Linked DNA regions of Gossypium arboreum: region 2 is linked to region 1. The links are chromatin contacts, called in public Hi-C maps. All regions are on one chromosome and are shown on one strand. The core of a region is the stretch at or near the end of the contact, and the rest is flanking DNA. Distances in the headings are between cores, read along the strand shown.

Evidence for each region. A called contact is a pair of places that touch in the nucleus more often than the background predicts.
Region 2: a Hi-C map of leaf shows a contact between it and region 1, with 3 times the contacts expected there. The contact joins the promoter of LOC108479276 here to the promoter of LOC108478730 in region 1. A contact is called at or near these places in 2 of 5 Hi-C or Micro-C datasets (both in leaf).

Annotation. Positions count from the first base shown.
Region 1 is chr12:14,572,930-14,576,094 of ASM2569848v2, forward strand. It overlaps LOC108478730 (probable leucine-rich repeat receptor-like protein kinase At1g35710), which reads right to left and starts at 1,355. Exons shown (of 1, transcript XM_017781200.2): 1 at 1-1,355. The coding sequence starts at 1,033. LOC108479949 (probable inactive leucine-rich repeat receptor kinase XIAO) reads right to left here. Exons shown (of 1, transcript XM_017782823.2): 1 at 1,983-3,165. The coding sequence ends at 2,131.
Region 2 is chr12:14,840,952-14,844,053 of ASM2569848v2, forward strand. LOC108479276 (bZIP transcription factor 11-like) reads right to left here and starts at 1,317. Exons shown (of 1, transcript XM_017781775.2): 1 at 1-1,317. The coding sequence starts at 628. The coding sequence ends at 131. It overlaps LOC108477328 (mitogen-activated protein kinase 7-like), which reads right to left. Exons shown (of 3, transcript XM_017779833.2): 3 at 2,258-3,092. The coding sequence ends at 2,394.

The DNA of each region.
Region 1 (3,165 bases), core at 105-2,604:
AAGGAATCTTGCTGGTAATACGATTATTCGACAAGAATAATTCAGTAAGAGTGACAAGGTGGCCCATTGTAGCTGGTAATTTCCCAGTTAGCTTGTTGTTCTCAAGGATTAGCCTCTGAATGCTTGGGAGGTGGCCAATGGATGGAGGTAAACTTCCTGTCAGCTTGTTTTCTGATATGCGGCAAAACTGAAGAGAGATGAGCCCCGAAATCGATGAAGGGATGCTTCCTGTAATCTGGTTTTGATTGAGATCTAGGAGTACTAATGCTGAAAGTCCTCTTATGGATTTAGGAATGCTGCCTTTTATCGTGTTTTGGGATAAGTCCAGATATTTGAGGCTCTTAAGCTTGCCTATAGTTGTAGGCAAACTGCCAGAAAGATTGTTAGCATGAAGATCAAGCTTTGTCAATAATACCAACTTCCCTATTGTTGCTGGAATTGATCCTCTCAATTGGTTTTCCGAAAGACCAAGTTCGGTGAGTGCTGTTAAGGATCCAATAACAGAGAAAGGTATAATACCAGAAATATGGTTGTTGTTGAGGAAAAGCCTTTCCAGCCGAGATAAGTGCTTGAATGTTGCCGGTATCGACCCTGTAAGCTGGTTTGAATTGAGAAAAAGATGAGTAAGACGCCTTAACTTGCCAAATTCCAGTGGTATTGGTCCATTCAAGTTTTTGAGATTGCTAAGGTCAAGAAGTTGAAGATAGGATAGGTTCCCAAGGGAGGGAGACAAAGTTCCATTCATGAATGTATCCAAAAGGTCGTCGTCATCCGAAACAAGGCCCGAGCGTGTGACATTGACAACTCTTCCCACAGAATTGCAAGCGACCCCTTTCCAGGATGTGCAGCAATCAGTTGATGATATCCATGATTGCAATAGTCGTGAAGGGTCAGCTGTGATGGTGCGCTTGAATCCCAGTAATGCTTCTTTGTCCACTGCATTGCAGGCCGCCCAGGCTGATGGTGAGAAAGATAGTGACGGTAAGAGCAAAAGAAGTAGAGAAAACATATTGTTATGAAATGAAATCTCCATTGATGACTATGAAATCATGAACCTGAAAGTCCAATCTTATTATATATTCATTTGAAGGCAAGTTGCCAGATATTGAAAACAGTGCTGCCATGTGATTAATCCGGCTTTCATTAAGTTAATATTAATGGATATTAGCCTATCGGGGGAACTTCCAGCCAGTTGCATACAATATAAGCCTATTGGCCAACCTGGAAGAGGCGGCTGTGATAAAATTTTGGATCTTAATGTTTAAGCAACAAATGAATCAAAGTAAATACTTAATTATATTTTTTAGCATCCTTTGTATTTGTCTATGAACTGAAGCATGATGATTGATGACCATCGGCTTAGCTTTTGAGTTAAGGAACCAGTAAAAATTATTGCACTGTGTTTGCAGACATGATAAGTTTGATCCCACTTTCGACCAATGAATAGTTAACAGTAATCTCATTTTTACATGGGAGCGGGACCTGAAAGCGTAATAATATTCGCGGGCTCCATTCATGTAAAGCATTAATGGTATCACAACTCATGCATATTTCAACAGGTGATATATACCCACAGCTTCATTGATTCTGTATTTCATAGCTGTAAATACAAGCGAGGGGGGAAAAAATTGTCTCGACATGCACTTTGAACTGTGCCTTTCAGGTCATTTATTTCTCTACAGTCACGGGATATGATAAGGAAGCATAGCTTTGTTCATACGAAAAGGCAGATTATTCTTACAAAACATTTCAAGTAATCAAATTTATCAATCCAAGCCACTAATTGGTGCAATAAGTCCTTTAATTGGGCCAAGAGTTACCTAAAATAAACCGAATAAGGTTGGCAATTATCTGGACCTATCTGATAAGCCTCAAAGGACAAGTAGGGCCCAAGTACTATATTGTTTACTAGCGTATACCCCCACGCCCATAAGACCATGTGAGCAAAATCAAAATATTGAAAATATACAAAATTATTACAATTTATGCGAAAACAAAGATTTTCTTTTAGATTTCCCACTAACAAACTGAAAACTAACAAGCCCGAACTGAGAACAATAGAGAAGGAATCTTAGACAAGAAAGACACACATGGATGTTTCAACTAAAAACATTGCTGAAATAACATGATTCAAGGGATTACAGAACCAAAACTCTTGCATTCCATTAAAGATTTCTGGTCAGCACCTTGGCAGAAAAAGAAACGCGATGGGCACCTGATCAAGCAGTTGTCCGCAAGGCTGACATTTGCAGTGTCTGGTTTGAGTACCAGCAATGGCCCTGGAATTGGTCCGAACAAGTAGTTCCCTCCAAGCAACAGTCTTGCAAACGGGGCAATTCCGGAGGCAGGCAGAGCCGCTCTCAATGCGTATTGGATAGGGATCATACCCGAAAACTTGTTGTTTTCCATGGATAAAGCTGACAGCTTTGGCACTAATGGCAAGAAAGGAGGTAACCAGCCTTGGAGCTCGTTATTGCTCAAGTCAACAGCAATAAGCTCACTTTGGGTGCCTAGATTAGAGGGAGCTTGTAAAGAATCAAAGGAGTTGAATGCGAGAGTGAGTTGTTGAAGAGATGGGTGGTTAAAGAGGAAATAAGGGACTGAGCCGGTGAGTTTATTGTGACTCAGGTCTAATACTTGCAGAAAGTTCAAATATTTAAGACTTGGAGGGATTGTGCCTTCAATCATGTTGTTCCTCATGGAAATTTGGACTAAAGAAGGTGGCGGCGTTGTAGGCAAATACCCAGAAATGACATTGTTGCTTGCATCAAGAAAGTACAGGTTTTTGAGTGAACCCAACTCGGGTAACTCACCAGAGATGTTGTTTGATTGAGTTTCGAGCCTTTTCAAGCTACCAAGACCATTAAAAGTCGCGGGGATAGGACCTTGTAGGTTGTTGTTATCGAGGTAGAGTTCTTCAAGAGCAGACAAGGACCCAATCGAGGCTGGTACCTCACCGGAAAATGCATTCCTTGAAAGACCCAGCCGAGTTAACCGAGTCAGGTTGGAAAGTGAGCCTGGAATCCTGCCGGAGAATAAATTGTTGGAGAGGTCAAGGGTTTGCAAGTAAGGGAGGTTCCAGGAAATGGAAGAGAGAGAACCGATATAACCAGCAGAGTCGAGAGTAACCTCCGTGACTCGGCTCAACCCAGAAACTGTAAGGTC
Region 2 (3,102 bases), core at 67-2,566, 270 kb after region 1:
ATACAAGTAAAACGAGGGAAATAAAAGAAAAGAACTCTGGGGCATTTGAAAGCACTAGTAAAAGATAAAAAGAGCAACATCAATGAACAACCAGAAAGCCAGGGTACACTGCAAAGACCTGATTAATCAATCAATACATCATCATGTCAGCAGAAGGCATAAAGGGTTGATTGGTTGTGGAAAAATTCCATGGATTCATTAAACTATCATCATTGAGCTGATGATGAGGATGACAGTAGGCCGCCTGGTCAAAGTTAGTGTCATTTTGGAGAACCGCATTGCTGGAGTTTATGAAATGAATGATTTCATTGAGAGATTGCAACCTGTTGCTGAGCTCAGTCATCTGAGCTCTAAGAACCAAGTTCTCAGCCTCAACGTTGGAGTAAAGCTGCGTGGTGACATTGATGCTTGTGTGGATCTGGTTATTGTGGTTGGTGAGATTAGAAACTTGGGCCATCAGTTCATCCAGGTGCTTCTGTTTACGCATCCGAGAGCGACGTGCAGATTCCCTATTGGATAGCATTCTCTTGCGCTTCCTTTCATCCAAAATCGGCTGAAAATCCTCCGATGAACTCGAGCTTCTCAGCGTGCTTGAACCTGAGGATGCTCCACTGCTTGAAGTAGCCATAAGTAACAACAACAATTATAACAAACAAAACAAAAGAAACAACAACTGGCCTCAGAACCCAGAAATTTTATTATGCAAAGAAACTCAGATGTGGAATTCTATATGAAAAATGGTGAAGAAAAGCTGAAGAAAATAAGGGCGGGCTATGGGTTTACAATCAGAAGGAGAGAGAGAAAGAGAGAGAGAGAGTTCATGAAAAAACGTAGAACCAGTAAAGGAAAACAACAGAGAAAGATTGAACAAGATGGGTCCTGCGCCTCAGAGTAGAGTTGATCATAAACCCAGAAAGGAGGATTTCACTGAGTACGGGAGACATGAGTCCTCAAACATCAGGAACAAGATGTTGATGAGCATTCAAAAACACACAAATAAGAGAAACAACAAGAAAAGAACTATGAGATATTGATTATATTAATGTAAGATAAAAAGAAAACCAGACATGGAAGGACGAGAGATCTAGAGAAAGAAAGGAGTTTGTTAAAAGCTAAAAGGGAAATCAAGATGAGATGAGAAAGTAAAGAGGTTGATGAAGTATTTTATTGTGAATTTTATAGACAGGAAAATGCCCACTGGAAATTTAAAACAGATAAAAACTAGAAAGTTGAAAGTATGGTCTTTTCATTAGCAAGTAGCAGTTGCAAAATTGATGTTGGCAAGCTTGCTTAGTTACCCCACTGTAAAAACAATGAATGGCTACAACAGTGTCATGTAATGTTAAGGGTTTTTTTTTTTTTTTTTTTTCTACTTCTGTCGGCTTCAGACAGTCGTTTTCTTGCTAGCCTGGCAGGTTGCAGTAAATCTTCATTTCTGGATTGCAATTTATGTTGTGTTCTAACAAGCTAATTCAAGAAAATGGTAAAGTAAACCAATAGTGCTTCCATGGGAAAAAGGACACTGTTCTTCACGGAGTCTCTATATAAGCCGTACAAGTCACATGCGTTCATGTCGGATTTCTGAAGATTGGTCCCCATAAAAAAATGCAGGCACTAGTGTTTTATGTTTGCCATTATTATTCTTAAATTTCAAGCTCATGGCTGGTCTGGTGTAAAGCATGTGGCCCCTGCAAAGACCCAGGAGCTGATTATGGCGCTCTCAAAACAATTTTATATTTAAGATTCCCTTTAACTAATCTTTTGTTTACTGTGTCAGTAGTATATAATGTAAATTCTTTATTCATCTCTTAATTACCTTTATTTACTTAAATATTTTAAGAATCCAAAAAATCTGGACATCCAATGTACCACAACTCATTAATTTCTTTTAACAATATTGAAATTGTTGGCTGGCTGGCTGGCTGGTTTAGACTTTGAACTGACCACATTAATCTTTTGAATTTTTCCCAAGGGAAATAATAAATAATTAATTAAGTCGTTCAACACAACAGCAGATATTTGATTTAGAATCCTTTCAAACACATGCATATGCCACAGAAGATTCCTAGTTGCTGCAAATTGCAAACATTGTTTATTTTACTTTTTAGACTAAAATGTGGGCGCAAGCTATGATTAAATTGATATATTTGAAGGAACCTTCAAGCCACAACTATGGTTTTGACTAACCAGGGTCTAAAGCTGTGTTTAACCTTGATTAAGCCTTAATGCTTGAACAGGAAAAGTAAAAATCCAAAACTATTTCAACCCGATTTATTTTATTTCAAAACCCGAACTAATTAACAAGGTGTTAAAAGACAAAATGTTTTGCTCAATTGGTAAGCTCCAAGGTAGAATTCTCTATACCAATACCAATACTGTTTCTGTAAGCAAAGCTAAAACAATGTGGTGTAAGCATTTCTTGACGCAGCCTCTGGGTGGTAGTGAAGCATCTCACTTAACATCATCTCCCTAATCATTTCTTCTCCCATGTTTTCATCAATGTCGAGATTAATCGGGACTCGGGCTGGTGGATTGCACCTTGGATCATATAGTGTTGCCATGTAAGGATGTTGGAGTGCTTCTGTGACAGTAATTCTCTTGGACGGGTCGAAAATAAGCATCCTTTGCAACAAATCTATGGCTAAAGGATCGGCTTGAGGGTATAAACGAGACAAATGGATGCCCCTAGAGAAAGGAAGTGACTCGATATACCTTCTGGCTTTGGGATTATCAATAAACTGAAGATCAGCCTCCTGCCGGCTTCCGAGGACACCAATAATTAGATTAAGCTGGTTGAGGCATCCTGTTCCGGGGAAGATAGGTCTCCGACCAAGAATCTCCGCAAAGATGCATCCTACTGACCAAACATCAATGGAGGTGCCATAATTGTCGCAACAGAGTAAGAGTTCGGGTGAGCGGTACCAACGGGTGACAACGTACTCTGTCATGAATTGTTCATTGCCTCTGCTGGTTCGAGCCAACCCAAAATCACATATCTTGAGGTCACAGTTAGCATTGATGAGAAGGTTCCCTGGCTTCAAGTCTCGATGCAGGATGTTTGCCGAGTGAAGGTACTTCACTCCTCGTAGTAGCTATAATATA